2 separate regions of the Mus musculus genome follow, and region 2 is linked to region 1. Evidence: chromatin contacts called from public promoter capture Hi-C data. All regions are on one chromosome and are shown on one strand. Each heading gives the region's core, a stretch centred on a gene start, on an enhancer-like site or on the middle of the called end of the contact. The rest is flanking DNA. Distances are from core to core; before and after follow the strand shown.

The links. Promoter capture Hi-C pulls out the DNA fragments that hold promoters and counts their contacts.
Region 2: a promoter capture Hi-C map of stem cell-derived epiblast-like cells shows a contact between it and region 1, with 2.7 times the contacts expected there. The contact joins the promoter of Avpr1b here to the promoter of Fcmr in region 1. A contact is called at or near these places in 7 of 39 promoter capture datasets (the 3T3-L1 cell line, embryonic stem cells, neural stem cells and 1 more).

What each region holds. Positions count from the first base shown.
Region 1 is chr1:130,861,365-130,867,481 of GRCm38.p6, reverse strand. Fcmr (Fc fragment of IgM receptor) reads right to left here and starts at 1,705. Exons shown (of 8, transcript NM_026976.3): 1 at 1,586-1,705. The coding sequence starts at 1,622.
Region 2 is chr1:131,596,553-131,602,402 of GRCm38.p6, reverse strand. Avpr1b (arginine vasopressin receptor 1B) reads right to left here and starts at 3,289. Exons shown (of 2, transcript NM_011924.2): 1 at 1,732-3,289. The coding sequence starts at 2,662.

The DNA of each region.
Region 1 (6,117 bases), core at 456-2,955:
AAAATTAGTCCTGAAGGCCTATTAACCACAAGGTCAGATTTTTCACAACAGTAACCTCACTTCTAGTTATCAATTTACTCTATTCGTCACTTTTCTCTCATTATTGCAACAAAATACATGACGAGAAGAAAGTTCAGTGGGGGGCGGGGGAGGTGTATTTGTGCTCACAGTTTTGAGACCATCGGTTCTCAGCTTATGGGTAATGACCCCTTTAGAGTACAGGGGTCACCTAAGGCTATCAGAGAACACAGATGTTTCCATTACAATTTATATCACTAGCAACACTGCAGCTATGCAGTAGCGGTGAAAATAATTCTATGACTGGGGGTCACTACAACGTGAGGAGCTGTATTAAAGGGCCACTGCTTTAGGAAGGCTGAGAACTGCTCTAGACCATCGTGGCATGGAAGCTATGGTAGCAGAAGTATGAAGCTGCCTGATTATATCTCAGGGTGGGCTGGTAGGTCGATCAACAAATGGGAGGAAGGTGAACTCAGTCCTCTGCAGCCTTTCTCTTTCTTCTTTTTTTATTCTGTTCGTGACCTCGGCCCACGGGATAGTAAAATCCGCAGGCAAGGGGGTCTTCTCCCCTTGCTGAATTCTTTCTGGAAAGGACCTTGCAATTACATCCAGAAGTAAGCTTGACTAGTACCTCAGCATTTCTCAATCCAGTCAAATCCTCAGCAAAGCTTAATTATCACAAAGCAGGCATTCCTGACAAACTAAATAAGCTGAGCACACTGAGCCGAAATAGGACATGGCTGTGGCTGGGGTTCAGAAGGTGCTTGGGAATAATGACTGTGAGAGATAGGTAGGTTTGCCATGACCTGCAAAGAGCCAGGTAATAATGGTAAACTGGGAGTAATGACAGTAACAGGGATGGTAAGCGGGGACAGCCTGAGGGAGGGTGCAGGAGGGGGAATTTGTAGCATTTGTACCAAGAAGAGGTCTATTTCTCTGGAAGAAGGTCCGTGGGAGCATGATAAGCTCAGATTCTAAGGGAGGAGAGTGTGTTTTAGTTAGTAGATAGTGGGAGCCATGGAATGACGTTATAATCTTAGAGACGCTTAACACAAATGGAATAGCTGGCTTGTATGGCAACCAGGGAAGTATATTAGGCAAGGCATTAGGCGCATGTATTCCAGATCTTGGTGGTCATTCAAGCGGATTGCTGGGTAGGTGGCTGTAAGCTGAGATAAGAAGCTTAAGGGAATAGTTTAGGGAGACTTCATTTGAAAGTTTCCAATTTCAGAGTGAAGAAGAAAGATCTAGAGGAGAAATACATACAAGAAGAACAAACCTTGGAGACATACATTTTAAGATCCCCAAAAAGTGAGTCTTTAAGATATGTGACACGTTCAACCCTTAGAAATCTAACAGCTGTCTAGGGTGGAAGTCTGGAAGCATACTGAAGGAGTGGGGAGTGGCCAGCATCCACTTCACAGGTCTCCACCCTTGTTCTCTGTGCCCCGGCTGCAACTGCAACTCTCCAGATGCATCAGGGTCAGAGATGGCTGTCAACTGATTACCTCTGGCTAATTCAAACCTGGTAGTTAAGTCTGAAGTGTTTCCTCAGAGCACTCACCTGGCAGGAAGTAAAGTAACCAAAGCCAAAAGTCCATGGTTCCCTGGAGGCCCTGGAGTGAGGCTGACACACACCGATCACCTGGGAGCCTTCTACAACTGGGTGCTTGAAAGCTATGCTGGACCTCTTTGAGTGGCAAGGACTTAAAATGAGGAAATGATAATCTGTTTTGTTTGCTAGCTAGTCTTTGTCTAAAAAAGAAAACACCAGCGAACCATAGCGGAAATCAAGAATTGAGAAAACACGTACTGCATAAAAATGAGTGAGCAGGTCCAAGCTCTCAGCCTGAGCAGCTGCCAGGCCTTGCCCCCTCTTCTCAAAGGGACCTCCCAGGATTCATAGGTGCCGACTGACTTCTGAGCTAGAGGCATTTGTTGTTTCTCCATCCTCAGGACAACAAAGCTCATCACCAACTCATCTCTCCCAACAACAAAGCCTTTGTGGACCAAAGCTAGGCTTTGAAAGTCACCTGGGTTTTTTTTTTGTTTTGTTTTTGTTTGTTTTTTTGTTTTTGTTTGTTTGTTTGTTTTGGTATTTCAAGACAGGGTTTCTCTGTGTAGCCCTGGCTGTCTTGGAACTCACTCTGTAACTCCTCCCATGAGTACTTGTGAACACCTACTATTTATAGTGATATTAGCCATGGATTTTGTGCAGTCTACTGCTTTTGTCTGAACTACATTTATCTAGAAAACAGATGGAGGTGAGACACATAGCCTCTGGTACTCCAATATGCACACTATCATTCCTGAGGTCTTAGGCACAGCTTGCTCAGGGCCTCAGTTAATCTTTAGGCCTCATTCTCTTACAGTGGTATCTGAAAGGCGCTTCCCTCTGGCAGAGGCACAAGCCACTGTCTAATAAGCAGAAGACAATGCTAAGAGTCAGGTGTGACAAGTCACATAGCAAACTCTGCCCTTAGGGTTGGCAGTCTGGTCGAGCCATTTTTCAAGACACCCAGTGGCGAGGGTGAGTGAGGCTCACTGATGGAGAGTAGAGAAGCTGAGAATAAGGAAAACAGTTTCAGGCTTCAGACAAAATGGTTTGTCCAGGCTTGACTTTGTTCGCCTTGGGCAAGCTTCGCTGAGCCTGTGTTCTCATTGGTCACTTGGGTATGGTCACTGTCTTGTCTGGTGCACAGCAGAGATCACTGATGTAGAAATGCTATAAAAGCCCTTTACCATGGGCTATTTGGCTTTAATGGTCTTTCAGGTGTGCAAAGCTGTAACTTATCAGAGGATTCCCAGGTTTTCCTTGGGTCGGGGGTTTCATTCGCCAATGGTACCCCTAGTCTAGGCTTCCTAGTCACTTTTGTCCACACTATTTTAGGCTCATTGGTGGCTGGCTGCCTGCACACCACTCCTTCCTCACGCCTACACACCAGATTGGTCACATGCTCTCCAAAACAGAACACAATGATGTCCTCAGCCCTGGAGGTTGAGTGCGAGCCCAGAGCAGGTGCAGAGGAAGAGGAAAGAGGAAATGTGTGGGTGCAGGCTGCCTTCCCTGCTCTGCCCAGCCCTGCCCTTCTCTCTCCAGGTCTCTACTAGCTCAGAGCAATGGGCATGAGATGTCCTCCAGCCAACAAACAGGCCAAGTGGACAGAGGGCAGTCTCTGCCTCCTGGTTAGAGTAGCCGACTGAGGGCAGTTTCAGCTAGGATCAGTGCCTTACAGTTCTCCATGGAGAGAGCTCTTTGCAGTGGTCCACACCCATCCAACAGCTAGCTGGGCTCTCCATTAGCTGGTTAAATGGTTAGGATTGCCTTGAAGTCCTGGGGTAGGCTAGATGAAGGACAGGAGAGAGGGAGTTTATGAGTGAATATGCTAAGTATTACAGTGGGTATGAGAGAGTGTGGATGTCAGCATATTGCTAATGTGGGAGATCAGTGGCCTGTACAAATGTGCAGCATGCTTTATGTAAATGGGTGCTGTGTGGTGTGTAGACATGTGACATGTGTTCTATGATATATGATGTGCTTTGTGACATGTGAGTATATGATGTGGCTGTGAGTGTATATTGTGTATATATAATTATTACAGATATGTATTATGTATGTCTATGATGTTCAGGAACTCGCTGTGTGGTTGAGCCTGTCAATCAGGGCTGAAAACATATAGACAAGAGGAGAGAATTTAACATGTATAGTCTTTAAAAAAGATTCCTTTTTAAAAAGCATAGGGTAAAAGCAAGAATTAGTATAGATGTGTGTGTGAGGGGTTGGCCATCTTCAAACCCTTTGGTCTACCATGGTGACCTGCCTGCAGGATACACTGTTGCAATAGTGCCACAGGTGGTGTGGGAGTATCTGATTGGAATTAAAGCCCACCTCATGAGATGGAACCTGTACCTGACATTGCTCTGGTAGCTCAGGGTTTGAGACTAGATAGACCATGGTCCTAGGGGAAAGCCAACTATTAGTGTTCTGGTAAAGGGACACTGAAATAAAAAGACTCTTGACAACATTCTGCTGTGTGTAAATCTTGCTCAGCCATCATCAGAGAAGCTTCCGCTTGCAGTATGTGACCTAATACAGAGACTCACAACTCAAACCGTACAGTCCTCAGTGGGAGGTCTCCATCAAACTCTTCCTTTCAGGGCTCAGGGAACGATGCAAAAGAGGAGGCAGAAAGATTGTAGGAGTCAGGGGGGATGGATGACTCCAAGGAAACCATGTCTTCAGACACGGCAGGACTGATACACGCATGAACTCACAGAGACTGTGGCAGCAGCCACAGGGCCGGCACAGGTTCAAGCCACGTAGGGTCCCAGTGCCGAAATACAGAAATGGACACAAACTCCCATCCCTAACTAAGAAGACATCTCCAGCTCTCCAGCACTTGCAAAGGAAAAATTTGTTTGTTTGTTTTTTTCCAATAGAGTCTCTGGGTATACAAGCCAGCAGTAGATGACCAACAGAAAATGAACCCAGTGGTATTTTTAGGTTGATTTTGTTGTTGTTCATTTGATTTTATGTTTTGTTTCATTTTATTTTGTTTTGTCTCGAGTTACTTTGGACATTAAAAACAAACAAATATACTTTGTTTACTTTGGACATTAAAAAACAAACTAAATAAACAAATAAATAAAGAACCCCTTAGTCATCTTTTGCTTGTATATTACGGTTTCAGATTTTGTGTTTTGTGTTTTGTGTGCACTCTCAGAGGGCACATGCAACCAGATGGAGGTGCATTCCTTGTTCATAGCTACACCCAGGCATCCCCTCGGGCAGTGCTTATTCAGGAAGATGCTGGGATGAACCAGGGTGAAGGGAAGCACTTTGGGGCTTGAGGAAATGGAAACATCACTAGAGAGACGCCAAGGGCTTTCCAGTCCTGGCCTCTGACAGCCCATTTCCCTCATGTGGCATACATATAAGTAACTGGGAGCCTTTCGGCTAGGGACAGACTCCTAGGAGACCAGAAGAAGCAGCAACTCGTGAACTCAGGTAAGAGAGTTTCTCAGATGACCCTGGGGATAACCCAGTCCACACAATCATTTTCCCAGCTATATTGAGGGTCAGTCATGTGTCCCCCCCCCACACACACACATAAAGAAAACCTTTCCAGAACAAAGTCTCTTGGAAAAGCAGAAGTGTCACCATTATCTTTGTATCCAGTTGGTAATAGTAGCACAGCATTTAGGACAGTGGATGTTCAACAAATTCTAGTCTGGTTGTTGAATTTATGATCATGTTGGTGCAAAAATTACAGCTCTCATGTTTTTTAAAAAAAAATAAGAGAGAGAACTTATTCTGGAGCCATTTTGAGTAATCATGGTTACTTACTCTAACTTTCATATTCCAACATGGAAGCAGTTTCACAAGGTTTTATAATTTCACAGAACAAAGAAAGCAGGTTTTAAAAATAACAATTAAAAGTACTTAGGGTTTTCTCTTACAGAGTCCTAGCTAAAATAAGGATGTTGAAAAACCTGTTTGGTCAGGGCCTTGGTGGCACATGCCTTTAATCCCAGCACTTGGGAGGTAGAGACAGGCAGATTTCTGAGTTCGAGGCCAGCCTGGTCTACAGAGTGAGTTTCAGGCTAACCAGGGCTACACAGAGAAACCCTGTCTCGAAAAAACCATAAAACCAAAACACACACACACACACACACACACACACAAAGAAAGAAAGAAAAAAGAAAATGAAAAACCTGTTTTTTAAAATTAGGTATTTGCTTCATTTACATTTCAAATGCTATACCCAAAGTCCACTATACCCTCCCCCTGCCCTGCTCCCTAACCCACTCAAACCTGGTTTCTGGTCCTGGCATTTCCCTTTACTGGAGCATATGATCTTCGCAAGACCAAGGGCCTCTTCTCCCATTGATGGCCGACTATGCCATCCTCTGCTACATATGCAGCTAGAGACACAAGCTCTGGGCGGAGGGGGGTACTGCTTAGTTCATACTGTTGTTCCACCTATAGGGTTGCAGACCCCTTTAGCTCCTTGGGTACTTTCTCTAGCTCCTTCATTAGGGACCCTGTGTTCTATCCAATAGATGACTGTGAGCATCCACTTCTGTGTTTGCCAG
Region 2 (5,850 bases), core at 2,040-4,539, 730 kb before region 1:
TAGTAAGTTGGATTGAATATGCTCATTGCTTACAGAAAAACTTGCAAACACCTTCGTGTTCAGACTAATGCCAAAAGATAGAACCAAGCATGGTGTTACCTATCTACATTCCTAGTAGGCTGGAGGCAGAGGCGGGAGCATCAAAAGTTGGACATCAGTCCGGGCTGCACAGTAGTTACAAGGACAGCCTGAGCCATCTGCAGCATCCGAAGCTCACAAGGCTGCTGACTACTTCATTCTCTGGTATCATGTATGTAGAGCTCTTTTTTTTTTTTTTAAGAATCTTACTTTGTTTTTCAGATAAAGGGAAAGCCTCTCTTTGTAGATCTAAGTTAAGAACCAGGGTTGTAGGCAAGGTGTGGGTTGCAAGAAAGAGACTAGTCTTGAAGAGGACCTAGGTTTCATTTCCACCACCCATGTGGTGGCTCATGACCATCTATAATCCCAGTTCCAGGTGAGTCAATATCCTTTTCTGGCTTCTGTGGGTACCTAGTACACACATTGGCCACAGGCATTCAGGCAAAATATCTGAACTCATAAAATAAAATAGGAAGAAAAGAAAAAGAAAGACTGGGAAAATCTGAAAGATTGGGCTCTCTAGCTCCTCCTGGGGCTGGGGTAACATGGCCTTGGGCAAGTCACAGACCCTTTCTGTGCCAACCTTTCCTCGGTGACAGAATGATAGAGTTGAATTTGAGATCTAAATGCTGTCCTATGCCAGTCCTAACTAATTAGAAGTGGCTGTTGAGAAAGAGCCACAGAGCTATGTCCAGACACAGAAGGGAAGGGCACACAGAGAGTCCCCATACCCAGCATTGCCACCCTGGACTAGATTATTTGAAACCCCTTTCAGATCTGTTAGTCTATGATCCTCGGGTTCATGTAGCATGCTAGAAGTTGGCTGAGCAAATATACCTAACCCTCTTTCCCACAGGGGCCATGCAAATGATATTTTAAAACTGTCAAATAAGTAACCAAAATTTAAAAATTAAGAAACTTGTGCTCAGAGAGATGGCTCAGAGGTTAAGACTGCTCTTCAAGTAGTCATGAGTTCAATTCCCAGCAACTACATGGTGGCTTAGAAACAAATAATGACATCTGGTGCCTACTTCTGCCTGGGCAGGCAGAACATCACTTACCTAATAAATAAATCTTAATTTTTTAAACCAAGAAATCCCACATAATTGATATTCACTCAACATAGCCTCAGCGGGCTGGGCAGGACTTTATTGGGCAAGACTGTGGTCTGAATGTCTGTCCCCAGAATTCTTGTTTTAGAAACAGATCCCTCAAAGTCCTATATGCCAATGGTACTTTCCAATGAGACCTTTGGAAACTGACTAGATCCTAGGGCCTTAAGAATTAATAGTTTAATGAGTTAGCACGAAAAAAGAAATGATTGTTACCATAAGAGAATATTCACTATAAAAACCAATTTGGCCACTCCCAGGGGTGCCCTTCACCACCCTGGGAATCTTCAGAGAGTCCCCATTTTCTAAAAAGAACCTTCCCAGACTTCCCAATTCTAGGAAAGTGAGAAATAAACTTCTGTGCTTCAAGTGTTAGGTGGGTATTTCTTACAGCAGCAGAGGATGCTTTAAGACAGGCAAGCACCAACTCACTTAGTTACCCCGTTCATTTGTGTCCTGCCTGGTCCTGGGAGACATTGTGATCCTTACCGTGACCCTATTTTCTGTCCCCACCACCTCACCCCACACCCCACATACTCGCCTTCATTAGGGGCATTCTCGTCCCACACAGACCACATCTGGACACTGAAGAAAGGTGCCCAGCAAGCAATGTAGGCCAGCACAATGACAAAGGTCATCTTCACGGTTCGGATCTTTGCCCTGGAGATGGTACTGATGCTGCTGACCCGGGACGGCAGCCCCCTAGTGGCTGCAGCAGCGGCAGAAGATGAGGACTTGGGCCAGCCCCTTCTTTCCTCCCTGCCAGCCTGTGTCTTGACTTTCAGGTTCTTGTAGATCTCGTGGCAGATGAGGCCATAGCAAGCTGTGAGCACCACCACGGGCAGCACAAAGATGGCCATGGTGGTCCAGGTGATGTAGGCCCGCGGGCCCCAGGAAAAGTAGAAATCTGCCCAGCAGTCCAGCACCCCTGAGCCCTGGATCACCTCTCGCAACGAAAAAATGAACACTTGAGGGAGGCTGAGGATGGCAGCCAGCAGCCAGGGAGCAGCAATAAGAGGGTAGGTGGACTGGCTGGGCTGCTGGAGGCTTCGAAGAGGGTGACAGACAGCCAGGTACCGGTCCAGCGTCATGGCCAGCAGCATGTAAGTGGAAGCAAACATGCTGAGCACCTGTAGATATTTGACAGCCCGGCAGAGGAGGTCAGAGCCCTGGAAGCGATAGGTGATGTCCCAGAGCAGCTGAGGCAGTACCTGGAAAAGCGCCACGCCCAGGTCGGTCAGGGCCAAGTGCAGCACGAACAGATGCATGCGGGAGCGCTTATGGCCCTGGAGGCCCAGAATCAGTAGTACAGCCAGGTTGCCTCCTGTGGCCAGAACCAGGACAGTAGCTAGGATACCAATTTCCACCTTGGCTAGCTCTTCATCCCTACCCAGCCAGGGTGTGGTGGTATTGGGGACAAACAGGGTGCCCCCAGGGGAGGGGGTAGCAGTCCAAGAAGGCTCAGAATCCATGGTTAGGTTTAGAGGGAGAGAAGGAGGGGAAGGTGGATGGAGGGACGGTGTGGGTGCAAGTAAGAAGTTGGATAGTGAGAGAGAAAGGTTAGAGGTGGAGGGAAAGAAGGGAGGTGAGGGGTGACGGTGGAGTGAAGGCTTGGAAACAGGTGAGATAGTTCAGCAGACAGGGACAGAGAGAACGAAAGGAGTAAGGAGCAGAACCGGGACCCCATAGAGGCTGGGGAATCAAAGAAAGAAAAGGCGGGCTGGGAGGTGGGTGTTAATATGGGAAGGTTGGAGGAGGTTGGAAGTGGGGGCTTCTGAGAGGTGACACCGAGGAAGCAAAGGGAGCAGCTGCCATCTCCCAAATCCACCCCAAATTTACTTTGTCCAAACTTTCTTTTGGAATCGGAGAGAGTAGCCGTTTCTAAGTTGTCTTGAAGGTGAGGTCCAGGACCATGGGCGGTGCCTGCAGGTATTGGAAACCCCTGCCAAGCCACGGCGTGCTCCCACCGCGCTCTCACCGGAGGGTGAACACAGGCATGAGCAGACTGAACACAGGCATGAGCAGACGCAGCAGCTCAGAGCGTTTTATGCTCTTGGATTCCTAGTCCAGAGGCTGCCGCTTGTCGGTTGGCTCCTGCAGAGGAGGGTGGAGTGAGACTCAGTGGCTCTCTTCAGACAGGGGGTACTGAGGGGAGGGGCTGAGGAGCTGGGTGGGACTGTAGAGGAGGAGGATCAGGGAAATGTAGGAGAAGCGAGAAGCTAGCTCTTTCTGGCAGCCAGGATCCACTGAGCACCAAACTCACCTACACTGCCATCCTGATCCCTCAACTCTCGTTAGACAGGTGAGTTTGCGTGTGTGTGTGTGTGTGTGTGTGTGTGAGAGAGAGAGAGAGAGAGAGAGAGAGAGAGAGAGAGAGAGCTTCCCAAACACAACAGTGCTGCTGCGGGGAGCCCTAGGCATGTGTGAAAGATCTCAAATGGCTGAGAAGCATGCCCTGAAGAAACCCACTCTGGAAAACCAGATGTGACAGCCATTTTTCTTAGGATAGGTACTTGGAGCTGTGGAGGCAGAAGAAAAGTGAGGACATTTGTGACTGGGTGACCTGGGGGTGTGTGTCAGGAGATGATAGAAGGAGCTAGACCCGGGAGTCTGGCGTGATTAGAGAAATTCCAAATAGAGTTTGCATCTCCAGGCTAAATCTGAACTTCTAGCCTCTCTGGGGATACATTTCATGAGCTAGGGGTGTCGTTGACCACTCTGTAGAAATTATGTCACTCAGAAGGTTGCAGAGCTAGTCACCAGCAGCACAGAACCAGAACAGACCAGTGTGCAGTTGTTCTGTGCCACAACAGAAGCTAAGTTAAACTAAGATAATTACATTATTTTCACCAAAGCTGATGTGATTGGAGCTGTCTGAAAGGCAGCAGCTGATTGCAAACAAGTAAATACCACCTGGCCCTGAGAAAGTCTACACGGCAGGCACCACAAGGTATTGGTTGGGCAATTCACTTTATCTTGCGGAATTTCACACTGTTAGGACTCCCTAGGTAGGTTAGAATTCACGAGGAGCTGCAACAGTATGATCAAAGCCTTTCATGGAAGGCAGGATCCCTTTAACTTGCTCTTTAAATCAAAGCTGATTCGAACCCCTTGACCAAACCACGCACCCACATAACCACTTAGTATCTTTTCTAGACTGTTCTTCTTGCCGTGCATGTCACAAATTCTTCATCTTTTGTGCTTTGCAGCCCTGGCTTCTACTTCTTCCAGAATTTCGCTGTTTGTGAGCCAATTATTTTCATCCTCTGTGCTGGATCATTCCCACCTCTATGCAAACTCACTCTAGAAGTGTCCATTAAGGAAAAATATTAGATTTAGTTTATAATTTTCTTTTTAAAAAAAAAAACAACATTATTTCTCTTATGTGTATGAGTACTCTGCCTTCATGCACACCAGAAGAGGGCATCAGATCCTATTACAGAGGGTTGTGAGTCTCCATGTAGTTGCTGGGAATTGAACTCAGGACCTCTGGAGGAGCAGTCAGTGCCCTTAACCAGTCAGTGCCCTTAACCACTGAGCCATCTCTCCAGCCCCGTAGTTTTTCTTATTTCAATCCTTTGTGCCTTATGCTCTCTATTTACAGAAGACAGCCATTCCCGCCTGCGGTAATCCCTGCTCCCCAACCCCCACCCCACACACACCAGCACTGTTTTCCACTTTTAGGGTTGAAACGCTTTGGGAATTTACTTTTGTGAATGTATGATTGAGTCTCTAACATTTTTCTCCCAGGGAATATCAGTTCTTCCTTTCATTTAGCAATTCATTGTTATCTATTACCTGAATAATTATGAAATTTTAATGTTTTTATTGAGACAATTTCTAGGATCTCTATCTAATATGTTCCACCATCTCTCTTCTAATATTTTACTATTTGAAAATAAGCTTTAATATATAGTAAACCAAAAAACGAGCCTACCCTTTATCCTTTAAAATGTAAGTATGTAGTATGTATTCATGTATGTAAGTGTGAGCCTGTGTGGGGATGTGTGCATGTGAGTACAGTGCCCTCAGAGGCCAGAGGCATCGGATATCCCGAGAACTGTGGTTGCAGGTGGCTGTGAGCCACTGGCTTGAGTGCTGAGAATCAGGCTCGGGTCCTCTGCAAGAGCAGTCAATCCTCTTGACCACCGAGCCACCTCTTTAGCCCCTCTCCCCTTTTTCTTGCCAAGCTGTTTTCCAAAACTTTGAAAAATCGTAATTTTTGTCAGTCCAACTCCACAGAAATCTCTGTTGAACTTAGGTAAGAAGCACCAAATCTTGGGGGAAAGCAGTATTCTGTGTGGTCTTAATTAGGTCTAAATACCCTTCAGTAATGTCCCATAGCTTTCTTCACAAGTCTATCCACCTTAAGACGACTTGACTCAATCTGCCCCGAGTTTCTGCTTCCATTACTCGTGTTTCTGTGCTCTACTGTATCTCCTATTAACTCACTGCTCATTGCCAGCATATGGGGACAGTACTGGGTTTCGGATCGTATTCCTATATTTCTAAAGTATGCAAATTATCTAGGCATGGAATATTATCGGCAACAGCATTCACTTTGTTATCTAGCCTCAATCTTTTTAGCTCACGTTTCTTCTTCTTATCATATTACTAAGTCAAAGATTCCAGTACAGCGCCCAGTAGAAGGAAGCACTGA